Linked DNA regions of Mus musculus: all the other regions are linked to region 1. Evidence: chromatin contacts called from public Hi-C, HiChIP or PLAC-seq and promoter capture Hi-C data. All regions are on one chromosome and are shown on one strand. The core of a region is the stretch at or near the end of the contact, and the rest is flanking DNA. Distances in the headings are between cores, read along the strand shown.

Region 1 (3,162 bases), core at 287-2,786:
GGAGGAAAAGTTGGTGTTGCCCCACAGCATCAGAGGTTTCAGAGCATGGACATGTGGCCCCATTTTTCTGTGGGTTGGATTGGACCATGTTAAGGTGGGGCTACACATGGAGGAAACCTGATTTCCTTGTGTTGGCTCGAAAACAAAGCAAAAGGAGGGATACGAAGAGTTAGAATTCCACTATTCTCTTTAAGATGATCTAAATTAAAGGTCCCACCACATCTCAATGGTGCCCCAGGCAGGTGACCAAACTTAGCAGCACATGGAACTCTGGGTGACAGTTAATATCCAAACCATAACAGAACTCAAGATGACACCATTATGGATTGATTTCTGAAACAGGTGAGCCAAAAACCACTCGTCAGACCCAAGTCCTGGCTCTTGGTTGACAAAATGAGTTCCCATAACTCCTTGAGGGAGTGGCTTGCTCGTTTTTTCCTACGAGGCTGCATTACATGTTATAGAAAAAAATGCCATCTGTCATGCAAGGAGAGAATATTTTTATTGAGAAGTCTTCTAAAAATACATTGTACATTCTCAATGGGATATAATTCATCTCTTCCTGCCATGGGAAAGAGTGTTGCCTGTTGCTCTGCAGCATCACTGGCCTTGGCCGTGAGTTTGATGAACTGCATAGAGTGGGGTTAGGATTAAGAAAGCTGAGGCAGAGCGGCAAGAGTCCATGGAGGGCAGCATCTTTGTGTGAGAAGCGGTGTCAGTCACCTCTCCTAGTTGAACTAGCCTTTCAGGGAGGCCATGGGCCCATGAACTGTCTCCATGGGTAAAAGCACTTACCTCACAAACCTGGTGACTTGAGTGCCACTCGCAGAACCCACAGAGAAAGGAGAGAATTGACTCCCAAAAGTTACCTTCTGACTTCCACATGATCATACACACGCAAACACACAGAAAGACAACACAGATATACACTAAAAAAATAAATAAAATAAAAATGTTAAAAGGGTAATCCTTCCTCCTGGTGCTGTTGGCCCAGAAATGGAAGATGGCTTACTTCTCAGAGGGAATGCACCACCCAGCTCTGTGTGGGCTCCTAGGACAAGCTCCTGTTCCGCTGGCCCAACCCCAGGGCCAAAGCCAGACAAGAACAAATCCAAAAACCCGGTTCCAGATCCTAAGTTCTAGTATACCACCCTCAAAATGTCACATGTGCCTGCTGGCGTTAGCCAGCTCTGAGACTCACATCAGTGGGGTGTACGCTGATAGAAAACACATGGTGGCCTGAAGCTCATTTTTCCTGAGTTTACAGCTCCAGTGGGGGACAAAGATTCTAAAAGGGGCTGTTCTGAAGAGTCCTGCAGGACCTCTTCCTGTGAAAGCGAGAAGTCACCTTTCAACCTAGCCCATACCTGCCCATATGCGCATGCGCATGTTCAGAGATATGCGCGCGCGCGCGCACACACACACTTGCTATTTCAAGTATGTGAAAGCCCCCTGGAACAGTATTCAAATGCCCCTCCCCGCTGTCTGTCTTTGTCTTCTCACAGTATATTTCCCAGAGACTAGTATTCGAGAAGTGAAACTGAACATACTACTCCTTCAGGGGGAGGACGAGCTTCGGAGGTCTTTTTATTGGGCTGGCTTACCATTGGGCACACACAACCCCCTCGCCATGAATGGTGTCGCAGCTGCCCTCCTTGTGTGGATTCTGACTTCTCCGAGCAGCAGTGACCATGGCAGCGAAAATGGTTGGCCCAAGCACACGGCCTGCAACAGTGGGGGCTTGGAAGTAGTCTACCAGAGCTGTGGTAAGGTCTTATGAAATGGCTGCTTGTGCTTATGGGGAAATTAAAGCTACACGTGGGCAATACGAACACTGGGTGAGTATGGGCGAGGGATGAGGTTATCAGCCTCTCCGTGCTTTTTGCTGCTACGGTGAGCTTTTGTCTTGGCAGCCGTGAGGAGGGAAAGGCCAGGGACAGTGGAAGAGCCTTCTGAAAATAACGAAGACCACAGAAAGAGAGAAATGAACAGTCTAGATATGGAACGAAGTCTAAGAGCTCAGCCCTGCCCTCTCCCCCAAGAACAAGTGATCAGTAAGCTTTTCTTCCCAAATCCTGCGCCTACGCTGGCTTTTCACCTCAGCCATTTTGCAAACTGGGTGAGCATCAAGTCACTTTTGTCAGAGACTCTGTCCTTCAGCCGCTCCCTCTAGAGTTCTTGTCATGCCGCACTGTGCCACCCATTAAAGCAGCAAGCACGTCAGAAGTAGCATCCAATGCCAGGGTTTCCCCAGGGGCAAGGACAGCGAAGGGGAGTGCTGTGGTTGGCCTGTGTCCTGGAGCATGTATTAGAAACTTAACCTCAGTGCAACTGTTTGAGAGGTGGCATATACTGAGACGCGTTGGGCTGGGAGAGCCCCGCTGTTGGCACCACGAACCAGAACTTAGGAGTGGGTTAGTTCTAAAGTCTGAATGTGGTACCTCACCTCACTTTTTCCTTCTGTGACGCTATGACACAGCGAGGAAAAATGAGCCTTGGGATCGATTTCCAATGGGCAGTAGAACAAATGGCTTGTGGAAAGGCAGACATTTATGAAACCTGGAAATCTGTAGGGAAACGGGACAGATGAGCTGAAGAGTATGCAAAGGAGACTCTGAGCCTCTGTGTTGGTCCCACCGCTCGCTGAGAATAAATGAAAGCAAACTAGCTGAGCCCGGATTCTGCCACCCAACTTTGGTTTCTGGGGTAATTCAATGGATTCTTTTAAATTTCCTTTTAAAAGGAACCTTGAAGTGCATTTTAAAAATTAAAAATAAGAAAAAGAAAAGGACGCGCTGGGTGGAGAAAGTGCTGACCTCATGATGCTTGCTGTTCTTGGGACAAATGGGAGCCTAGACGTCTGGGGACTTGCTCACTTCAGGAGTAGGATGACAGCCGGATTGGGTCACGTGGACTACTTGGGATTTGATTTTCCGAGACATTAAGCCTCATGTGACTGGCTATTCCATGTCTAAGATTCTCCCTCAGATTGTAACTGAGTCTCATGTGTCCTTTCACTCACCTGGGTCTGTCAGGGAAAGAACGGGGACATAATGTGCTGCCACACTGTCTGCAGTGCTGCATCTATTTGTAGATGGTACTTCTCTGCAGAGTAATTAAATCTCAGAAATAAGCCCTGGGCACTTGGAATAAAGGAACAGG
Region 2 (3,225 bases), core at 550-3,049, 1.0 Mb before region 1:
TTATAATGGTAAGCCCTCCTGTCTTGAGCTAGGAGATTTTTAATTAACATTTATATATTTTGTGTTCACGTGTGTGTCTCAGTGGATATATGTGTACCTCATTAGTGAAGCTCAGAAGAGGATACTATCAGATCCCCTGAAACTGGAGTGCCAGGCAGGTGTGAGCTGTCTGATGTGGCCACTGTGAACAGAACCAGGCTTCTCTACAGCAGCAGCAGGTGCTGGGAACTGCTGAGCCATCGCTCCAGCTCATCAGGCTGAGAGTTTAACTCATTTCTATCTATGGATGGGAAGAAAGGGTTGTGATTTACAGAATTCTTACAAGGAAGCAAAGTCTTGTATTCGTGTTTTCTTTGTTCAAATTGAATTGGTATTGTTGGCATTTTTGTTGTTGCCCTGCCTCCTTTAATTTTTTCCTGAAGCCTTATATTTTCAAAATTTCCCAATGTGTATCTGTACAAGTGTGGTACATGTGTGGGTAGTGCATGCGCCTTTATATGCCTGCATGGCTAGAAGAGGGCACTGGTTTCCTCTCCCACACTCTGCCTCATTCCTTTGAGACAGGCTCTGTCACTGATCCTAGGTCTCAACTGCTGGCCATCAGGATGTTGCGGGAGAATGAGAAGCCAGCTGGTTCAGGTGCCCCACAGCTTACCAAGGATTGCCTGGACTCTGCTTAAAAACAAATGAAAAGGGGGAATGGAGGGACAGACAAGAAGACAGAGCAATATAATAGGTGATAAGACGAAAACTTTGTATATAAGCCAGGATTAGAGAAATATGAAATTTCCCTGAAGGTGGAAATGAAGAGAATAAAAGGAGTTGTGGGAGGAAAAATAACCTATAAATTATGCTTAACGAACTTACTGAAAAAATATAAATCATAGTTACATAAAATCATTTTATTTCATTATGCTAATGTTGATAAATTTTAATTTTCAGGTGTACATGCTTAAAGTCCTCAAGACTCTTAAACATAATAATCAAAAAGCTAATTAATCACTTATGGGCAACTTTCCCAAGTAACTGTAGGGGCAGACACAATTAAGAAATAATGCCTCAGCCACAAAGAATAAAATACAGGCCTAGACAGGAAACTTCGTTATATGCCACAAATTAAAATAGAAGGACTTTATTGCTTATGTTACCTCACATTTCCGAATATGTTTTAGGGGAAAGAGAAACAAAGCGAGGCACTTGGCCAAGTGTGTTGTAAACCTGAGTGAGCAGCACCACTCCCCTCGTGTCCTTTGGGGAATTCACTGCCACAGGAACTTCACCCCTAAACATAGGAATTGGCTAGTAGGCGGGATTGACTAATGCAGAGTCATTTCAGGGGCCGATGTTCCAAGGTTGCGGTCTGTCTTCCTTATTAAATCTGTACTCTCTGGTCTTTCAGACCATCGAGGCTTTGTTTGTACATATTTATTTTTATTGTTTTTTTTTCTAGGTCCTCAAGTTATAAAAGTAAGATAAGCAGGGCTGTCATTACTTCAAGTGCTGATTGAGAACCAAAAATAAACTAGGGATAGGTCAGGGCCAGATATCATGCAAGGGACTTGCGGCCAGGTATATATGCTCAGCAATCAGGTCCTTTGCATATATTGGTTAAACAAGTTTCAGAACAGGGGACAGTAAACATAGGCTATTAACACTCTAGTTTTAATAGTGAAAAGCCAACTAAAGTAAAAAATGGAAGGAGGTGGGGAGTTGAATTGTTTTCATGAATAGAAGGCCTGTGGAGTCAGAGGCAGCTGGATCAGAAGCAGAGTAAGTGTCAGAGTTCACGTCTGTCCCTTCCCACCCAAGGTAGTTCACTGTCTGTGGTTATGTGCTGACGTACAGTCTTGCAATCAGTTTCAGAGGCATTAAAGTGAAGTGAAACAAGAACACACTTCCCTCTTGGGTTTCTCACAGGTCATTTATGTTGATTGTCCCTCTTAGGACCTGTGCATTCCCATTTTTGAAGGGAACTCAGGAAGGTTACAGTGCTAGGGATTTCAGAAGTAGATGTAAGGAAAACACAACTGCGATAGAGATGGCCAAGCAAGGCACCTAGCAAATGTGCTGCCTGTTGTTTGTCTCTTTGTTTTTTAGGAATTAATGCCTCCATTTGTTCGGTTTTTTTTTTTTTTTCAGTAGCAAATAAGAGTTAAACAGTAGTAGCCAGTAGGGGGCATAGTAGGCAGCAATGTTGGGCACAAAAGTAGTAGCACAGAAGTGGGGAAACTGCAGAGTTGGTTATGGGAGAGTCTTTAAAGGAAGCTTCAGAAGTGAGGGAAAGACCCGCCATTGGTCCTGCTAGGGCTCTCCCGGGCTTGACTCATTGCCATCCTCCAGGAAGCTTCAGGAGCTAAGGGAAGGTAGCCAGTCCACCATCGGTCCTGCTAAGCCATGGGAAGGTAGCCAACCCACCGTCAGTCCTGCTAAGCCATGGGAAGGTAGCCGGTCCACTGTCGGTCCTGCCTGGGATCTCCTTGGCTTGACTCATCACCATCCTCCAGCTTTCATTCTCTAGTCATAGCTACAGAAGTGAGGTTCTCAAGAGCAGGTGACAGAGGTGGGAATAAGGGAGTACAAATGATTTCTTTCATAAGGGAAGAAACAGAATCTAGAAGTTCTGTGCCTAGGGTAGGCAGTGACTTTATTAGCTACTAGGGAAAGGAGCAGAGCTCTTCCATGTACTTACATTTCACACCCAGAGCAAGCAGTGCCTGCTTCAGAGGAGGTTTCCATTTGTAGCATTAAGTGATTATCAAATAGCATACAACAAGCAGTTAGTGGGAATCTGTCCTACTCCAGAAGGCTGTGGAAAGATGTCCCAGGAAGGTTCACTTAGCCTTGGGTTGAAGAATGACTTGGGATGAGCGAAGGAACATCTAAGGCGTTCATTTATGATTAAAGTGCAACCGTAGTGTTCTTGCATTCTTGTTCTTGGTGCTGCTTCCCCCAACCCCTTCCTGGCTTTTCCTCTAGGCCTTCTGTTCCAGAACTTCTTCTGCATCTAGGGAGGCAGTGGGCTGAGATTGTCATGGTAACTACTGTTTATTACCCAGTTGTGTTCACTAGTCTCTTTTGCAGCCCTCAGGCCCAGAAAATGAACACTAAGTCCTTGGGTAAGTTGTTGTCTTAGTCAGTACTTAGGTACTTGACAGAGATCTGCTGGGGTTTCTGAGTATGGCAACCTTATAAGAATGTGTAATGTGCTATTACACATTCTTAATA
Region 3 (3,403 bases), core at 390-2,889, 1.3 Mb after region 1:
GATTCCGTAGCCTTCAAAGCAATCACGTTTGGCAGGGTTGGGGGTGGGTTGTTGTTGGTGGTGGTGGTGGTGGTGAGGGGGCAGGTTCTGAGTCCTTAGCCCAGGCTGGCCGAGAACTCTTGGTGATCCACCTTTCTCAGCTCCCCAAGTCCTGATGTGAGCTACTTCTAGCGGGTGGATAAGTAGTAGTTTCCTCATGTACTGATGTACCATAATCTAATGGACCTTGCTCCTACAGTTGGATCCTTAGACTGTTCCTTGTCATTATTATTGGGAATCTCGCTGAGCACATCGTAACTGCTGGTGTACTGTGGTTAGTTTTCAACTAAGGAAACACGGTGATTTCATCTCTAGTCTTTGGTCTGTACTCACAGAAAACCAGAAACTTTCAACTGGGACTCACTGTGAAACGTTTCCATTACACAAGGCACTAAAACCCAACTCTGAACTTCAAACTGAACTTGGTCTAAGACTGAACTTGGGTTTATTCTGTATTGCACTACTCTGTTTTGGGTGGCTTACTGGACCCAAACTTACATAGTAATTCACTGGTTTTCTACATCCTTCCAAGTCTAATCTCTTGAACACCAGCTTCTCACTGAAGCTTAAATCCCACCTCCTCTGTGGCACTGTGCCACTGTCCTCAATGTATTCCTCCCCTGTCGCTTGTCCTATTGGGCCCTTAATTGCTGGTGACTGTCCCTCATGCCTTGAAAGCAAGACTGTCTCTCATGTCTCGGCAAAGCCAAAAAAGAGGGTGTGCAAAGGAAACTGGGCTGAGGACAGAGCACATCACCTCTGGGGAGGATGGCCTTCGCAGCCTACGGCAGGCAAGTCATTTAACCTTTCCAGGTGCCACATTAAGTTACTGTGAACCCCACAATACCGCTACGATTTAGACATTAAAGGAAAAAACAAAACAAAACAAAACCTTTGGGCCCAAACAGGAACAAGCCATCTAGATCTGGAATCCCGTTCAAGGCACACTCTATGGTTTCCCACTACCATTCTTCCTCTAGTACCATCTTTCTACGGCAAATGATGAGTTACAAAGGACTCACTTTCTACACCCTAAGAAATCAGGATTCTTCTATCTCACCAAGCATTCCACTGCCCCACACCCGGAATCTTCCTCAATTCTCTGCACAATGCACATCCAAGCGGGTGTGTCGCCAGAATGAGCAGGGTCCTATTCCGTGTTCCCTCCGCCAGGCGGCTTCCAGGAATCTGTACCGCTCGCCCGGCCAGCCGCTGGAAAGGCGGTCGCTGAATGAAAGGACCAGGCACGGCTAACGGCCGCCTACAGGGATCTGAACCCCTGACTCTGCCCAGGCCTCCGCGAACTGGCTTTCTGCTCCCCGAGGGGAGGACGGTGACATTTGCCTGGAGGTCCAGACCGAGCCACGCGGCCCGCCCCGCACGCACGTGGGGAGCGGAGTCCATTCCGATGCCCCGGCCGGGTCGCGTAGGCTCCGGGTCACCCCGCCGCCCTGCTGCTTTCCTACCGCTGCGCCTCACCTGCCGCTCGCCCTGAGCACTGTACTTATTCCCCGGCTTCAGTCCCAGACTCTTCTCCAGCAGCCTCAACTCCGCGGCCGCCGCCATCTTCTGGCCCAGCTCCTAGGGAGGCGGGGCCTGCACAGCTAGGACCTTGATTGAGCAGGAAGTCCGGCCCCACAGATGTCTCCCACGATTGGCTGGGAGGACGGCAAGCGCGCCTGCGCGAAAGGGGCGGAGTCAGCTCAAGGCAGGGGGCGGTTCGTAATTAAGGGCGGGGCCAACCACATTCGGAGTCCGGTGGATTGCTCACAGTAGGCAGAGGAGAGCACGGAGTGTAGACAGTTTCACAGAAGAATGTATCCGAATCTTAGTTTTGTTTTCTGAGACAGGGTTTCTCTGTATAGCCCTGACTAACCTGGAACTCACTCTGTAGACCAGGCTAGCCTCGAACTCAGAAATTCGCCTGCCTCTGCCTCCCAAATGCTGGGATTAAAGGCATGCACCACCACTGCCTGGCTGAATGTATCCGAATCTTAAAGATTGAATCATTCATTACAATGCTTATAAAACTATTGTAGATCAGAAGAATAATTTAGATTATTTGTTTTATAAATATAAAGCATTGATTCCCAAACTCGTCAAATAGTTCTCCAAATAAGAAAATTATAGAACAATCTTAAATTAAAATAAGGATAAGGGCCAGTGACCTAGCAAGGGAACTTGAGATCTGTGGTTGTTTGAACGAAAATAAGCCCCCAACCGGGCGTGGTGGTGCACGCCTTTAATCCCAGCACTCGGGAGGCAGAGGCAGGGGCAGGCAGATTTCTGAGTTCGAGGCCAGCCTGGTCTACAAAGTGAGTTCCAGGACAGCCAGGGATACACAGAGAATCCCTGTCTCGAACCCCTCCTCTCCCCCCCCCCCAAAAGAAAGAAAATGAGCCTCCATATGCTCACCGGGAGTGTCACTATTGGCGTGACCTCGTTGGAGTAGGTGTGGCCTTGTTAGAGAAAATGTGGCAGTGGGGGTGGGCTTTGAGGTTTCAGATCCTAGTGGCATTCTTTTTTTTTTTTTTTCCTTGCCTCCTGCTGATCCAGATATAAAACTCTTGGCTCCTTCAGCATCATGTCTGCCTGCCTGGGGCCATGAGACTCACTGTAATGATAATGGACTAAATTTCTGAACCCGTAAGGCAGCCCTAACTAAATGTTTTTCTTTATAAAAGTTAATAGTAACTCATGGTGTCTCTTTACAACAATAGAAACTCTAACTGAGACAAGTTGAATCCTTATGTGGTGGTTTGAATAAAAATGGTGATTATAGGCAAATGAACAGTGACCAAGACAGAAGCTGGTACCAGGAACCAAGATGTTGCTGTGACAGGCTTGATTATTCTGTTTGTTGGGGTGTAGTCTCCCCTCCCCCAGCCTGAAACCTGCTTGTTCAGGGGTGGAGCTTCCTGCTCATTCGTTCTGCCACGCCCACTGCTAGAACCTGCGGAGGTGCACCTTTCTACTGGACCAGAGATTATTCGTCGGGAGTTGGGTCCCCTCCCCCTTCCTTTATAACTAGTGTCGCAACAATAAAATTTGAGCTTTGATCAGAATGAATTTGTCTTAGCTCCGTTTCTTCTTTCGCCCCGTCTAGATTCCTCTCTTACAGCTCGAGTGGCCTTCTCAGTCGAACCGTTCATGTTGCGAGCTGCTGGCGGCCGCAACATTGGGGGAATATGGAAGACTTTGGGACTTGGACTAGAAAAGTCTTTGGATGCTATAAGTGAAACTTAATGGACCTTCCTAGTAGGGGCATGGAAAACAATGCTGAGGGTGATTTGAACTATGGGGCCCAGATCAAGAAATTTCAGAGGGGAGGAATTTTAGTGAGTGGCCAAGAAACCATTCTTAT
Region 4 (3,094 bases), core at 121-2,620, 1.3 Mb after region 1:
CAATAACAGAATCTACTTACACGAGCAAAGGACTTAAATGGATATTAGATGACTACCTAAAAAATGGGTAGTCAGTTAAGCACATTAACCAAATATTAGAGGAAATGAAAATCACAACAGGGAGTGTCATCTCACACGCATTAGAATAACTAGTACCAAAGACAAGAGTTGGTGATGACAGGTGACTAGAAAATGGTATAGCAAATACAGAACATGCCAACTCCTCAAAAAGTTTAAAGAATAATCAAATGACCCAAAAATCCACTACTGGAGATACAGTCCCAAGAACTGAACACAGGACCTCCGAAGGATGTCTATATATTCATATTCAAAACAGCCTTATTTCCGAGAGTGGAGCTGTCCAAGTCCTCAGAGGCACTGGACCAGTCAAATTCACAGTGGCATGAGGAGTTATGGTTTAATGCATACAAAGTTTTGCAAGATGAAAAACATTTGCGGATGGAGTCATGGTGGCCCAACAACAGCCATACAACGACTAATCTTCACTGAGATTGCACAGAGAAAGAATTCTAACTTAGTCTTAACACACACACACAATACTACTGGATCCCAAATTAAACCTAAGAAACAATGTGAAACACAGTTTAAACAGTCGCAGCCAGCTCAGCTGGGGCCGCCCACAGATCTGGTAAGAGTAAAATGGGAACCGCACAGATGGTAAGCCACCACTCTCCAGGCAGTGTAGGACTGTAGCCCAAAGTTGGTGGAATAGGCGGGTTGAGCAGGGAGTTGAGGGAAGCAGTGGAAACTGCAATTGGAGGCTTCTTCGCGGTTAACGGGGACTTCTGAGGTTTAGGAATTAAAGCTAGTTGTTATTGTAATAATTTAGGTCGAAATCTACTAAGGCTGAAAGGGGACAGCTCAGACCGGTACACTGTATGGTACTGAGCGCTGTGTTTCAGGACGTTTTCCCAAGTGTTCTTCCTGGCATGACCCCCAAGGCGCAGAGGACAGAGGACGAGAGGGTGAAGGACCGAAGTCACCCTACTACGTGTGGGGCTCCAACTAGTTCCCATTCTCCGCTTGTGCGCCCTTCGCCCATTGCACGTAACTGGGTCCTGCGAGCTGGGACCTTTCGTCTCGAGGCGGGCCAGGCAGCTGAGGGCTACAGGGGAGCCGGGGAGCACCAGGAGGGGCGGTCCCCAGCACGCTGCCCCCACCCCGCACGGAGGACCACGCCCTCCACTCCGTACCCTTGATAATGAGGTGCGCCGCACCCGGAGTCCCCAGTGAGTCCCGCTTCTTGCCGCCCTGGGCGGCGTCGCACGCTACAGGGGTCTCGGTGCCTCCGCCACTCATCCCGACCAGTTCCGCCCACCCGCGGCGTCCACGGCGCAGGCACGGACCTTTAGGGAGAGAGACGCTCTGGTGTTACGTCATCACAGGGCGTCGGAGTCGTTGGGTTCGGGGAAGGCGCCGGGAGTGTAGCCGATGCGGCCATGCTGGATGAGGGCAGATGATCTGCGTATGGGAGGTGTTTGAAAATTACTTGTTTCTCGGTTATCCCATCCTACGCCGGTAGGAACTAAACTCACTATGGTTGGAGCAAGGCGCGGCGAGCAGAAGAATAACAGTAGTAGTATATACATAGTTTCTACATTGTTACTGGCCACCACTATTTTATAAAGCATTTTGACATGTATTGTCACCTTAGGGTCATCATAGCAACCTGAGGAGACAGATCATAATTTTTTTAACAAATAAAGCAACACGGTTAGAGGTTAAGAAACTCGTTTTTGTTTTGTTTAGGTTTTTTGTTGTTGCTTGGTTGGGTGTTTGAGATGGTCTCCCTAAATTAGACTAATAAGTGCTGACATTTGATATATTCCATAATGTTCATTTTCTCAACAAATTGTCATGCTTCAAAGAGAGCAATGCACGGCCTCCCAGTGGTTTTTACCTCCTCATCATCCAGGGGTTCTTCCTTAGGACTCAGCTGTGACCGCTTCCTCCGCTACTCTCTTCTGAACAATGAACAATGTCATCCTAAAGGGTCTTAGTCCAGTCTGAAGGAGGAACGTAAAGCGACATAAACGGCAGGAAGAGGAATCGTTCCATACCTGTGGATACTAGCTGTTGAGGGGATCAGGAAAGACTTCCCAGAAAAGACCAGTGTTTGTCTCCAGTCTTGAAGTGAGACATGGAGAGAATAACTAGGTGAAGCAGGAATTGGGGGATTATCGCAGAAGAAATGGTAAACCCCCAAAGGAGGACAAATAAAAAATTTAATTTCCTAGCTTTTTAATCAATATGTAGAAATCATAGTTTTCAAAGACATTTGTTATTCTCCTCACTTCCAAGAAATTTCATATTCATTTTTCTGCATTGTAGAAAAAAATTTCTTTCCCTTTGCATAATTTCCTTTATGACTGTGCACCATGAAGACTCACTACAATATGTGAAATTGAATGCTTTTCTTACATTAATGTGGCTGTTTGTTTTTTTTTTTAAATGTTGATTCTGGATTTCACCTCTGAAATTTGCCAACTCTGTGTTGTGATAAAGAAATTCTAGTTGCCATAATTAACACTTTGGAAATAGAATTGGGTCTTCAGATAGTTTCCAATAAAGCGTCAGCGAAGGCAAAGAAGCCGGAACCTGAGCTCTCTGGATCCCAGCATTCCTGCCCTCCGGCAAGGACATTCTTGGAAGCACGGCTTGGGAATTCCTGCTCTATTTCACCAGTTTCTACTTCCTGTTCTCACCAATACATTGTTACTTCTGGAATAGCAACAAGAAGACAAGGCCAGTACTCAGTACCGATTTGCAGTTACGGCTGACTTATGATACCTGTCATCAACAATGTGACATTTAAAAAATACTTTCTATGACTGAATCTGCGAACACAGACTCGAACAAGGGCTGACTTAGGAAAATCTCCATTTTCAGATGAAGAGACCTAAGGTCAGAAGGGCCACAGCAGTTCCTGCCTTCTCAGTAGAGACATGCCACATGATGGATTGTGAGGATTAATGTCATGTTTTAAGTTTAAATTACTGTGCTTAAAACATTAGAATTATAAAACAAAAAGGCCTGTAAGCCTCCCTTGCCCAAGGAATAACTTCCAGAAATA

What was found. Promoter capture Hi-C pulls out the DNA fragments that hold promoters and counts their contacts. Hi-C and Micro-C count contacts between places; a contact is called where the count stands out from the background. HiChIP or PLAC-seq counts read pairs in DNA pulled down with a chosen protein or histone mark.
Region 2: an H3K27ac HiChIP or PLAC-seq map of acute myeloid leukemia shows a contact between it and region 1, with 11 times the contacts expected there. The contact joins the enhancer-like site here to the promoter of Ly86 in region 1. A contact is called at or near these places in 16 of 39 promoter capture datasets (3T3-L1-derived adipocytes, the HPC-7 cell line, HPC-7-derived erythroid cells and 9 more), 1 of 115 datasets of contacts at active chromatin or transcription factors (acute myeloid leukemia) and 2 of 9 other capture datasets (liver and macrophages).
Region 3: a promoter capture Hi-C map of pre-B cells shows a contact between it and region 1. The contact joins the promoter of Eef1e1 here to the promoter of Ly86 in region 1.
Region 4: a Hi-C map of B cells shows a contact between it and region 1, with 6 read pairs. The contact joins the promoter of Bloc1s5 here to the promoter of Ly86 in region 1. A contact is called at or near these places in 1 of 39 promoter capture datasets (pre-B cells) and 1 of 484 Hi-C or Micro-C datasets (B cells).

What each region holds. Positions count from the first base shown.
Region 1 is chr13:37,343,809-37,346,970 of GRCm38.p6, forward strand. Ly86 (lymphocyte antigen 86) reads left to right here and starts at 1,537. Exons shown (of 5, transcript NM_010745.2): 1 at 1,537-1,766. The coding sequence starts at 1,631.
Region 2 is chr13:36,313,207-36,316,431 of GRCm38.p6, forward strand. The region is part of intron 4 of Fars2 (phenylalanine-tRNA synthetase 2 (mitochondrial)); the gene reads left to right. Among named protein-coding and RNA genes, the nearest start is that of Gm40912, 110 kb to the left of the region's middle. Within about 2 kb of position 1,800, at least 38 of the 459 cell types and tissues checked have an H3K27ac peak or open chromatin away from gene starts, as enhancers often do. A contact at or near this core is called in acute myeloid leukemia, where this site is marked.
Region 3 is chr13:38,657,389-38,660,791 of GRCm38.p6, forward strand. It overlaps Eef1e1 (eukaryotic translation elongation factor 1 epsilon 1), which reads right to left and starts at 1,640. Exons shown (of 4, transcript NM_025380.2): 1 at 1,519-1,640. The coding sequence starts at 1,605.
Region 4 is chr13:38,633,722-38,636,815 of GRCm38.p6, forward strand. It overlaps Bloc1s5 (biogenesis of lysosomal organelles complex-1, subunit 5, muted), which reads right to left and starts at 1,371. Exons shown (of 5, transcript NM_139063.3): 1 at 1,215-1,371. The coding sequence starts at 1,320.